Regions from separate parts of the Zea mays genome. Here region 2 is linked to region 1. The links are chromatin contacts, called in public Hi-C maps. All regions are on one chromosome and are shown on one strand. Each heading gives the region's core, a stretch centred on a gene start, on an enhancer-like site or on the middle of the called end of the contact. The rest is flanking DNA. Distances are from core to core; before and after follow the strand shown.

Region 1 (5,550 bases), core at 1,983-4,482:
ACCGGCTTCTCGGAGAAACAGAGGAAGGCGTACGGGGTCGGGGGGTTGGTGTGCGTTAAGCTAACGACTGTTGTTGAAGCATCGTGACATGCTGCTCTGCTTCCAGATAAAGCGATGGCCTCCTACTAAACCAAGTCCCTTGTTAGTGAGTGAGTGAGTGAATGCCCTGCCACAAGAGTCTCCGTTGCTGAGGATGGGATGAGGGGGCGCATGACATGACTGTTAGAAACTATATTGTCTAGTATCGTTCCTAAGACCTTAGAATATGAATTCGTAACTGAAAGTAAAACCCCGATAACGAGTAGATCTAATCTATTGAGAGGAATGGAGAAACATACCTTGTTGTTGTTGTTGCTATCTTCGTATCGATGCCCTGCAGAGAAGCAGCAGACATCGCAGCAGGCATCGGTATCCGAGCCGCTGTAGGTTGTCGTGTTTCTAGACACTCCGACACCTAGGCGATGGGGGCCTCTGGGGATTAGGGTTTTAAGGCGGGGTACTAGCGTTAGGGGGTGTTTGAATACACGAGAGATGATAGTTAGTGGCTAAAATTAATTGAGGCGTCCAAACACCCTAGCTAATATTTCAGCTATTAGCTATTTTTGATAAATTAGTTAATAGTTGAGTAGTTATTTGTTAACTAGCTAATTCTACTAACAATTTTTAGCCAACTAACTATTAGTTTTAGACTTTTAGTGCATTCAAACACCCTCTTAGTCTTTCCTGCGACCCCTTAGTCCTATATATATAGCGTCGTGTGTATGGGGGCTCCAACCTAGATTAGCGTGGGCCCTCCCGATCAAGGGTCCGATTAAAGGAACGATAATTGGGTTAAATCTAATCCACTCTCTATTGACCGGCTGTAGAGGACCCATCCAACAATGACATGACATGGCTTATGTAACTGGCAAGCCAAGCTGCCGCTGGTACAGGGAACCTTCAAAGGAAGGAAAAATATTGCCTGGCAATGGCAATGGCAGTCACCCGACCTGGCAAGAATGGAAGATGATGATGGGGCTATGGACAAATAATTGGGAATTTACCTATTCCTTGTGTTCGCCTCTACTGACAGCAATCAATCAATCATTTACAGTGTGTGTTTGTGTAGATTAACCTTGGACACGACAATACCTTGTTTTTGTTCCTATCCTTCCTCAACAACAACAACAAAAAACAAAACAATGAAAGAAATGAATCTTGCCACCACAAGAGTGGAGAGGGAGAGACTAGAGAGAGAGGGGAAAGGAGAAGAGGAAACAAGTATATGTATAGAACAACAACAGAAAAAAAAAAGAGAGAGAGACACGGCGTGAAGTGAGGTGAGCAGCTGATCTGAAGTGAATGAAACCTGCAGCAGAGCAGAGGAAAGAGGGGGAGGTCATCATCAGTCATGGCGTCGGCAAGAGATCTCGCGCCTGCTCCAGCGTCCTGGTGAACCTGGTGAGGTTGAGCCTGACGTTCTGCTTGTCCAGGTACACCGTCTTGATGGCGTCCCACCCCTTCTTGTGCACGTCGTAGGGGTGCTTCAGGTAGAAGTGGTCCTCCGGGTAGAGGTCCCTGAGCGAGCTCTCCTCCAGCGACACGTTGTACTCCATGTACGTGACGTCCATGTCCCTTGCGGGGTCCTTGAAGGTGACGCGGGTGAGCCACTCCAGCCCGCCGAACGGCACCACCTGCACCAGCACGGCGCGGCTGGGCAGGAACACCATGTTGGTGAGCCCGGCGCCGTGCACGCCCATCATCACGTCCGCCGAGTTCACCAGCCTCGCGAAGTTGGGCATGTCCGTGTGGTTGTCGGGCTCGGCGATCCGCACGTCGAACCGGGCGGCCGCCGCGGCGCGCGCCATGGCGCGCTCGTTGACGAAGCGGCGCGAGCTCTTGCGCGAGATGATGAGGAGGCGGGGCCGGTCCCGGCGCCGGGGCGCCCCCGACCGCGACGCGACGGCGCGCTCCAGCCGGAACGCGCGGCGGAGCAGGCGCTTGAAGTCGGCCACCGTGACGCCGCCGGGCGAGCGCGAGGGGTCGATGCCCATGGCGCGGTGGAAGGTGGAGCCGATGATGATCCGCGGGAAGCAGTGCACCTCGCGGTCGTTGTTCACGTCGATGACGTCGTAGCGGGAGAGCTGGCGGAAGAGCGGGCGGAACTTGTCGGCCCACCAGTCCTTGATGTCGGCCAGCAGGAACTGGACCTCCCCGCCCAGGTGGTTGGTGCTGGCGAAGAGCGGCACCAGCACGTCGGCGTAGTCGTGGTACAGGTTGCCCGCGAACCCGCCGCTGGAGAAGAGGAAGCCCGGGACGGAGTGGGTGCGCGTGCAGAGCGGCGGCACGGCCGTGTCGTTGGGGCCGCCGAAGGGGACCAGCGTGAACTCGCGCACGTCGTCCATGGCCACGGCGTCGTGCCGCCGCGCGTACGGCTTGGTCCGCCACTCGCGGGACAGCGGGCTGATGTAGATCCGCGAGTGGTTGCCGTCCACGCGGATGTCGCCCACGGCGGCGCACCGCTCCGACCGCTTGCTGGTGTTGTAGCAGGTGGGGCGGGACGGGTCGAAGTCCTCCTCGCCCACGGGGCCCGTCAGCTTGTACCGCGTGCTGTCGTAGTCCTCGTCCACCTCCACCTCCGCCACCGCCTTGGCTGCAACGTCGTAGCCCGCGGTGGGGACGGTTAGTGGATGGACGGAGGAGAAGGCAGGCAGGAGGAGGAATCGAAGAAGCAGGAGGAGGAATCGAAGAGGCGGAGACGTACGGAAAGGGTTGGAGCAGTATCGCGCCTTGATGTACGTGAGGACGCAGAGGGAGACGACCATGGTGACGACCATGGCGGCGTTGCCCACCCGGCGCGGCTCCTGCCGGCCCCTCGGCTGCTTCATGGTCACGGCCGCACCGCACCCCCTCCTCCGCCCGCTGGATCTGGAAGCGACGCGAGCTGCAGTAGCGACGGTGGAGAGGGTATTAATGGAAGGCAGGCCGAGGCCGGGAGGGATTGGGCTCGCTCGCGTCCGCCGATGGCGACCCCGCGGCGGGCAGCGCAACCAGAAACGAGTTTGGTGGGTGGTTGACGCCCGCCCGATGGTTCGCGGGTGCGGGCGCGGGGTGTCCCGGTCCCGGGGAGGGGAGGATGCGAGGCCGATGGGGCCTGCGTGCCACGGCAACCACTACGGCAAGCAAGCAAGCTACGCTACAGAGCCTACAGCCGACGCGCCGGCCCCAGCCCAGCGTACCAACCCACCCATCCGATCCATCGGCGAACGAACGGTAGAATAGATGCCCGCGCCCCGCTGCGCTGATGATGGGTTCGTTCAACGCGGCGGGTGGGATCGGTCGGTGCCCCGCCACAGTGCGGAGCGCAGTCCACGGACACGGACAGTAGTAGCACTGAGACATGGCGCGGCGGCCGGCGGCGAGCCAAGCGTCACCAGCATTGTTTCGCCCGGCCGGCCGGACGGGACACGGGACCTTTGCAGGCAGAGAGGCGCGCGCGGCTTGTGCGTGCGTTGCGGTGTTGCTGTACGTACTGTGGCAGTGGCTGTGTGCTGTCAATTCGCGAGCTTCCGTGCGCGCACGTGCTTGGCCCTGCCTTGCAAACGCCGTAACCCAATCCACGTCTCGTGCTAGACAGCCCAGGTCATCCCATCATCAACTGGCATCTGAGCCAGCCTCGTAATGACGGTATCAATTATCATCGTATGGCTTCCGGACACTCTAGAAGCTTGATATTTGAATCCCGGGAGCCGCACGGCCGTGCCATCTGCTTCCCTCCCAGCTTGCTCGTCAACGCACGATTAACATGCCATACTAATAACGCCATGGCGTGGCACGCTAGCACCTAAGGGCTTATTTGGGAGGAAGAGTAATGGAGAGGATTGAAGCGGCTAGAATACCCCACTATTCAATTTTAAATAGTGAGGAATTATAGCACCCTCAATCCCCTTCATTTCACTTGCTCCCAAACAAGCCCTAAGACTATATCCAGCAGTTTGTCCCTACTTCATATTTATATTTAAATTTCACTCTATAAACTACGATACAAAATGGTATTTTGGATGACTATATATATAGATAGATTATTGAACATGGTCTATCGTTCGTCAAGCACATCACCCCGACACCCTTAGCAAAAGGGTTAGAATGCTGACCCAAGTGTGGACGTAGATCATTAGGGTGGGTTTGATGATGATGATAGGGACAAAAGAACTGCAAGATACGTGGTTTACAACCGTGAGGTTTTTGCAAAAAGATGTAGATGATCATCATTGCCAATTCCATCCGGCATCGAATGCCACAGCCGACAAGGAGCTGAACAGACTGTCAGAAAGCAAAAGTAGCGCGACCTTCCTATTTGCTCATCACTACGGTTATTTAACTGCCCGGCCTGTACATGAAAAAGGGCATCGCTGGCGAACACCCAATAAAATCGCAACAATTTATTTAATTGGATGCTCATTTTATGTTGGGAAGTCCAAAACTGTTGACTTATTATGTTAATGACTTGTTATGTTAGAACATGTACAACCCAATTAAATGAGATATCTTTGTTGTCCATTTAAATGATTTTCACTTTATTTAAATAAAAAAAATTATGGCCAGCCAGGCTGGGCCGCTACAAGGCCCAAAAGGCCGAGCAGCCCAACCCAGCCGGCTGGAAGAAAGGCTGGCTGAGCAGCCCTTTCAGGAACACGTGTCCTAGGGCACGGAAATGTCATGCCGTGAGAGCAAGAGAGGATGTAGCGAAAAGGAAGTTGGCTTTCCTGGCGGCGGCGCGCTGCAGCCTGGTCTTTCGGCGCTCGCGAATTCCTGGCAGTCAACTGCGCAACCTCCTCTAGTTCGGCTCCATAACTATGGAGATTTGCTTCCTGCTCAACACCTCGCCTAAAATCGCTAGTTCTCTGTTCCTATTCCTCCTCTCGGTTCTAGTCACGGTTTGGATCGATTCCTTCGATTTTTGGTGTTCTAGTGTTAATCCTGCTGGTGGAAGAAGGTGGAGGTGGCCCTGCTTGTGCGCAGCGCGGTTCTCCTGCGCTCCGTTGTCTCACCAGTGCACCTGTGTGGTGCTCTGTCTGTTCTGATTATTGTCCACTGTGGCCTGGTGCCTGGGCTCCCTGCTGCGTGGTGTTCGTCTTCTCGGGCTGGTGTCGTGGACGTCTCCCTCGGCTCCGGCAGCGGCTCTAGTATCTCCGTCAACCTCCCGCCGTGCAGGCCCGGACGTCAGTAGCGTAGCTAGAATTTTTCCATGAGGTATGCCATTAAATTTTTTTTATAAATAATTTAATTTAATATATAATAATTTAGTATATAGTTCAAAATATAACACTGTAGATTTAACATTTAAGTCTATAAATGTATATATTAGAATGCAAATATAATATATATCAGTATTTTTTATATGGATCTTGGTGGGCTGGTGGGCCGGCTTAGGATATGCCGTGGCCCACCCGGACCACCCATTGTCTACGCCCCTGCCGGACGTGGGCGGCGGAATTGATTTTCTGGGACAGAACCTTGTGTTCGCTGAGCTGGTCTTCCCACGTAGACAATCTACGTGTTGTGAGTTAT
Region 2 (5,550 bases), core at 1,805-4,304, 270 kb before region 1:
TGAAGGAAATATTTCAGTGGCTTGCAATGGACTTTGTTGATAAAATGGTGCATTAATATTATATTCGCATAGATCCTTTGCTTAGGGACTGTTTGGATACACGCACTAATTGGGGCTGAAAAATAAAAATAGCTCAAATTACCTATGGTTGGATAGCTAGTTGGCTAACAACTAGTTCAAGATTTGGCTAAAAAAATAGTCCATCTATTAGCTCTTTTGTTGGGATGCACTAGAGCTATTTTTAGCTACCTAGTGATTAGCTCTTGTATCCAAACAGGCCCAGAGTCTTGTTAGAAAACATTAGCTACTTTAATGATATATTACGAGGTTTGGGCAACAGTGACACAGAAAAAATTGAGATGTAGTACCCGGGATAAGGTCTCAGATGATGGAGTCCCAAGAAGATCTGTTATAATATCTAATTGGTGTACAACATTCTTCCCAGGAAATAGTGGCCTTCCAGTGAGAAGTTCAGCAAATATGCACCCAATGCTCCAAATATCAATTGCAGGAGTGTACTGCATGTGAATAAAAACGTGTCAGAATTCGGATAGCTGTAACATAAGGCTTTTGGAACATAATCTTGTCTATACACCTCAGTTTTCAGCACAGATTACTACAAGAAAATAAAGAATACATAATTGCAGGAGTATACTACAAGAATATTCACTACAAGGGAAATATGATGCACTACACAATTGACCACTTCATGCATTAGGAACTTCAATATGCACGTGCATACATAGTGCTCTAACAATATTAACTTTGATGTCATTCAAGAGAAGGAGACATTACTTTGGAGAAAAAGGAACCACATAGTTCAGGTGCCCGGTACCACCTTGTTGCCACATAGTCCTTCAAACAGAAAAGCAGAAGCACATTAAAAACGGGAAAGTGGAACATGAATGCTTCCATAAAATGGCAAGCGTCTTACTGTCCAAAATATAGCTGAAGGGGCATCATTGAATGATGCACGGGCAAGTCCAAAGTCACATATTTTCAGTTTGCAGTCCGAGTTAGCCAGTATATTCTTGGGCTTTAGATCACGATGGAATACATTAGCTGCACCAATATAGACCGCAAGGAGCACATTATCATAATATATCATAACAACAAACTAGATAACCATGAGCAGATGAACCACAACAGTCTGACAAATATATAAACTGCCTTGGTACATGGGATAGGTACCATGTGGTTGGTACTAGCTAATATACTTACCGGCATGTATGTACTTGAGAGCTCGAAGAAGTTGGTACAGGAAAAACTGGTGATGTTCAGGGGTGAGGTCATCATTCGCCCTGATCACTTGATGGAGATCCGACTCCATGAGCTCAAAAACAACATAGATGTCTTGGAACTCCCTCCGAGAAGGAGGGAGCATGATGTGCTTAATCTCGACTATGTCTGGGTGACGAAGCAACCGGAGGAGCTTGATCTCCCGCAGTATGCGTGTGGCATCCGAGACGTGCTCAAACACATCATTGATCTTCTTGATAGCAACCCGCTCACCGGTGCGGGTGTCCACAGCTGCAGCAACTACTCCGTAGCTCCCTTTACCAATGACTTCTTGGATCTGGTACTGGCTTGCCTCTCCGTACTCTGTGAAGAACTCCATTTCTACTGAGTTCTGTAAGACCGCAATTTCAAGTACATATTGAAGTTAACCAGAGATATACAGAATGATGAGTATCCAAGGAATGACTTGTTACAAAATACCTGTAGTGAAACAACCTATGGCTAACTGAACAGTAGTGTATCCTATCGCTGAGAGATGTTCGTCAGCAAATCAAATGGAATGGCCGCATGACATGCATCTACAAGTTTATAAAGCTAGGATCTTTCCCCTGGGCCATGACCGACCAACTAAAAATTGACTTTTCACTAAAGACGCGGTCAGCTAATTCAGTAGGAACACACGCGAGGACAAGACTTTTTCTCATTGAGCTAGTCGAATCCCTAACAGCAACAGGCAAAGGAAAACTGGAGGTACAGGTGCAGATCAAGTCTACCTCATTGAAGCCGAGCCGGTGCCCTGGTCAGCTGATCAGATTATCAAAAACACAAGTGGGCAACTTAGAGAAGATTTCCCCACAGGATCAGTATAACGCGGACGATGCCAGCAATTGCCGAGATATAGAGCTAATAACTGAAGTTTGACGGCGCAAGACGAGAGCACCATACTACTATTACAGTAAGTAGGAGCATATATATACGATTATTTCATAAGCTGGGAAATCGGAGTAAAGGCAGCACCGATCAGATCGAAAATAGAAAAGCATCACCCGCACAGCTCCCCAATGCATACGCGGAAGGAAACGAGGCAGTCACTCTCCTGCCCTCCTACAGCTACAGTCCTACTACATGGCAAGAAATTGCACGGCACGCGAGCAGCCAGATCCCAAGAAAATCCGACCTTGGCAAGAGATTTCCCGTGACCCGCGGGTCAAGGAGCAGCAGGAGGAAGGCAGAGTCGTCCGCCCGCCCCCACCCAGTCCACAGTCCACAGAAGCGAGCGAGCGAGCAAGGCAAGGCAACGGAGGCGGGTCCAGTCGGTCGCTCACCTTCCTGTGGCTCTCGACGGGCAGCGGCATCTTGCGCTTGGGCACGCGGATGGCGCGGAGGCCGAGGAGATCCGGGTCCTCGATGACCTCGAGATCGGATGAGCCGTCGTCCGCTTCCCCCTCGCCGGCGAGGGACGACTGGTTGGAGTTGGAGGTGGAGCCTTCGCTCCGGCGGTGGAACCAGCGGCGGAAGCCGTGCACGATCGCGCCCCCTCCGCCCATGCTCCTAGCCCTGCGCGCCCGACGGCATTGGCTGCCCGCCCGCCCGCCCGCTTAACTATATACACACCACACGTCCACCCGCTCCAAGCAAGCTCCTCCTCTCCACTCCTCCCTTCGGTTTTCTGTCCTTACTCGCGGACGCTTGCTTCCCTTCCCCGACGTGCTACTCCCACCCGGGCCAAGTCCAAGGGGGGAAGCCCCCGAGTCGTCGGCGCCGTGGGGATGGGGACTGGATTGACGGATTGAAGAACGGAAAATGATGGGCGTGATGGGAATGAGCGGGATCTTGTTATACCAGTTGGGATTGGATGGACGGCTTTCTTCTAATTTGTAGAGAAAAGAAAAATCTAGATAAAACAGTGACGTCATCGTGAGTGGCTCCCCTGCTTGATAATATATAAAAACAGTTATTTTAGCACCTTATATAAGCTAATAATAAGCTTTGCCAAATCAGTCATATAAGCTAATGGGCTGCTGGCCACGCGTTGCTTGTTGCAGGAGGCGAGAGCATCGCCTACTCCACCAGGCCATGGCCAGCTGTGGCTGCAACCGCGTCGTCGTGGATGAATGGATCGCTCAACTTGCACCGTTGCCCGGATGAATGGATGTCTCAGACATCCCACAGGCCACAGCATGTGCAGAAAGAGAGACCGAATGTGCCGCGTCACAGGCTTTGGTTGGGAGCGTGCGTGACAGCGAGAACCGAACCTGCTGGCTGTAAAAGGACCTGGTCAGCGAGATTCTCTACTCTATTCTACAATCTTCCGCAATCATATTTACTCTAAATCTCTACCCTATACCAACTACCATATATTCTATTTTTTCATCTCTCCTGTCCCCACTCAACCCACACTCAACTGTCAGCCAACCAATGGAAATAGGAGAGAGATTATGCAGTTGGGGGGAAACGTGCGCTGACTGTGGGGTTCGGAAAACTTACAGTGCTCTTTTCAGTCACCCGTTGTAGCAACTCTGAGCGCTATATGATACTGTAAATATTTGAGGTTGAGTTTTACCGTCACCACTGCGGATAGCCTAATCACCGGGCTCGGTCAGCAGTCGCCCGGATCGGATGAGCGGCGAGTTATTATTAGGGCATATATGTTGGTGATTTATTTTCGATTGCTTCATGGCATAAAAAAAGTAACACAAGTTCGATGGATATACTCTTCAGGATAATCATATGGGAGAAGAAACGAAGGTGACGGAATTGTTACAATATATTGTGTACTCGTGATAAATCCTTTCTCCCTAACGGTTATTTCCAAGGGACACACCCCTTAGGAGATACTGTTTAGACTTGTATAAGAGAATCCTCTCTGCAATAAAGGAAGATAACTGTCATTTGTACTATCTCTCAGTCTCGTTACCACTGCGCTCTAACACATTATCAGCATTGTGCTCGCGAGATCACAGAAGAATGAGAGATCGGTTTCAGGCAATTTTGATCTGTTCAGACAGGACGACATGGCGATGATGTCCGTGAACGCTTTATCTGTTGCTACTCTAGGCATCATTTCTTGCTTTGATTGATGGTGTGTCTTGTCTAGCACTATGGATCTACAACAATTCTGTAAGCATTAAAACATAGCACATTTTTAAGTCGAAACTTAACGGTCGTCATGCAAAATAAGGTTGCATTTTTTGAAAAGGCATAGGGTGATGGAGTCCTAAGCACTGGCTGCGCTAAATTCTTTATAAAGTTTAGTAGCCCAGAGACCGTGTTTTAGGCCGCATTTGAAATGCCTATCACTATGAGATCTACATCTTTCGAGATGATTACCTATATGTGCTACCCAAAAAGATCACGGACCACGCAGGCGTCGCGGGCTATGGAGCCAGGCTAGACGCTGCAGTCATAATGACAACTAAAAGAATTCTTTTAATTAAGTACTACTTAATTAAATGATGAATTCTTGCAAAATATGATACATATATATTTAACTTGGGATTATTCAACACATGATGGAGATCTAGGCTTTGGCCGCAATAAGTTCTTGGAATTTATTTGCCCTGAGACAAGCTTTTAGACAGCAAAAGGTTATTTGCCCATCAATAAGAGGTCTACATCATAAAGATGGTGATGATTACCTATATGTGTTTTCCCAAGTAGATATGTTGGAGATGTGATGTTGGTTATTCACCTTTATGGTGATTACCATTTTATTTTTGAAATTTTGGTCAAGCACAGGGTAGTGGAGTCCTAAGCATTGGTTGCGGTATGTTCTTTGAATATATCAGCCCTGAGACCATACTTTCAGGCAACAAAAGTTTTGCCCACTACTGGGAGATCTACTCCATTATTTCATGACATGGAGATTATCTACGTTGTGTCCACCAATTTTTCAAAAATCTGTTGGTACACTTTAAGTGATACCAGAATTTCTCCAACATATGAATATATGATATATTTTGCGACAAGATAAAATGGTTAAGCCATTTGAAGGATAATAATTTAATAGAGTTTGATGAACTCGCCTGATGGGCTTAATTATCCTTAATGTTCATTGGATATGTTCATTTCATTTTTGCATGATATGGGAATTCACCTCTTCAATTTGGAGGAAATGAGATGCTCTCTTTCTCTTACTGTTCTTATGAAAAGAACTTATGAAATCCCAATAGATGCATATTACTCATGAAAGCTAAGATATGAAGTGTACTTCAATCTTCCATCTGACATGATAACAGTGGTTAGTTGTGTAAATCGTGATTTGGACTAATCATGTAACAACACTTCATTTTCTAAGAGAAGACCACTTTG

Evidence for each region. Hi-C and Micro-C count contacts between places; a contact is called where the count stands out from the background.
Region 2: a Hi-C map of bundle sheath shows a contact between it and region 1, with 2.0 times the contacts expected there. The contact joins the promoter of LOC100285952 here to the promoter of LOC100284852 in region 1. A contact is called at or near these places in 3 of 25 Hi-C or Micro-C datasets (bundle sheath, ear and endosperm).

Annotation. Positions count from the first base shown.
Region 1 is chr5:60,605,595-60,611,144 of Zm-B73-REFERENCE-NAM-5.0, reverse strand. LOC100284852 (glycosyltransferase) reads right to left here and starts at 3,232. Exons shown (of 2, transcript NM_001157747.2): 1 at 2,744-3,232; 2 at 976-2,632. The coding sequence starts at 2,867. The coding sequence ends at 1,389.
Region 2 is chr5:60,872,341-60,877,890 of Zm-B73-REFERENCE-NAM-5.0, reverse strand. It overlaps LOC100285952, which reads right to left and starts at 3,054. Exons shown (of 11, transcript NM_001158841.2): 1 at 2,565-3,054; 2 at 1,222-1,630; 3 at 935-1,062; 4 at 796-855; 5 at 369-518. The coding sequence starts at 2,786.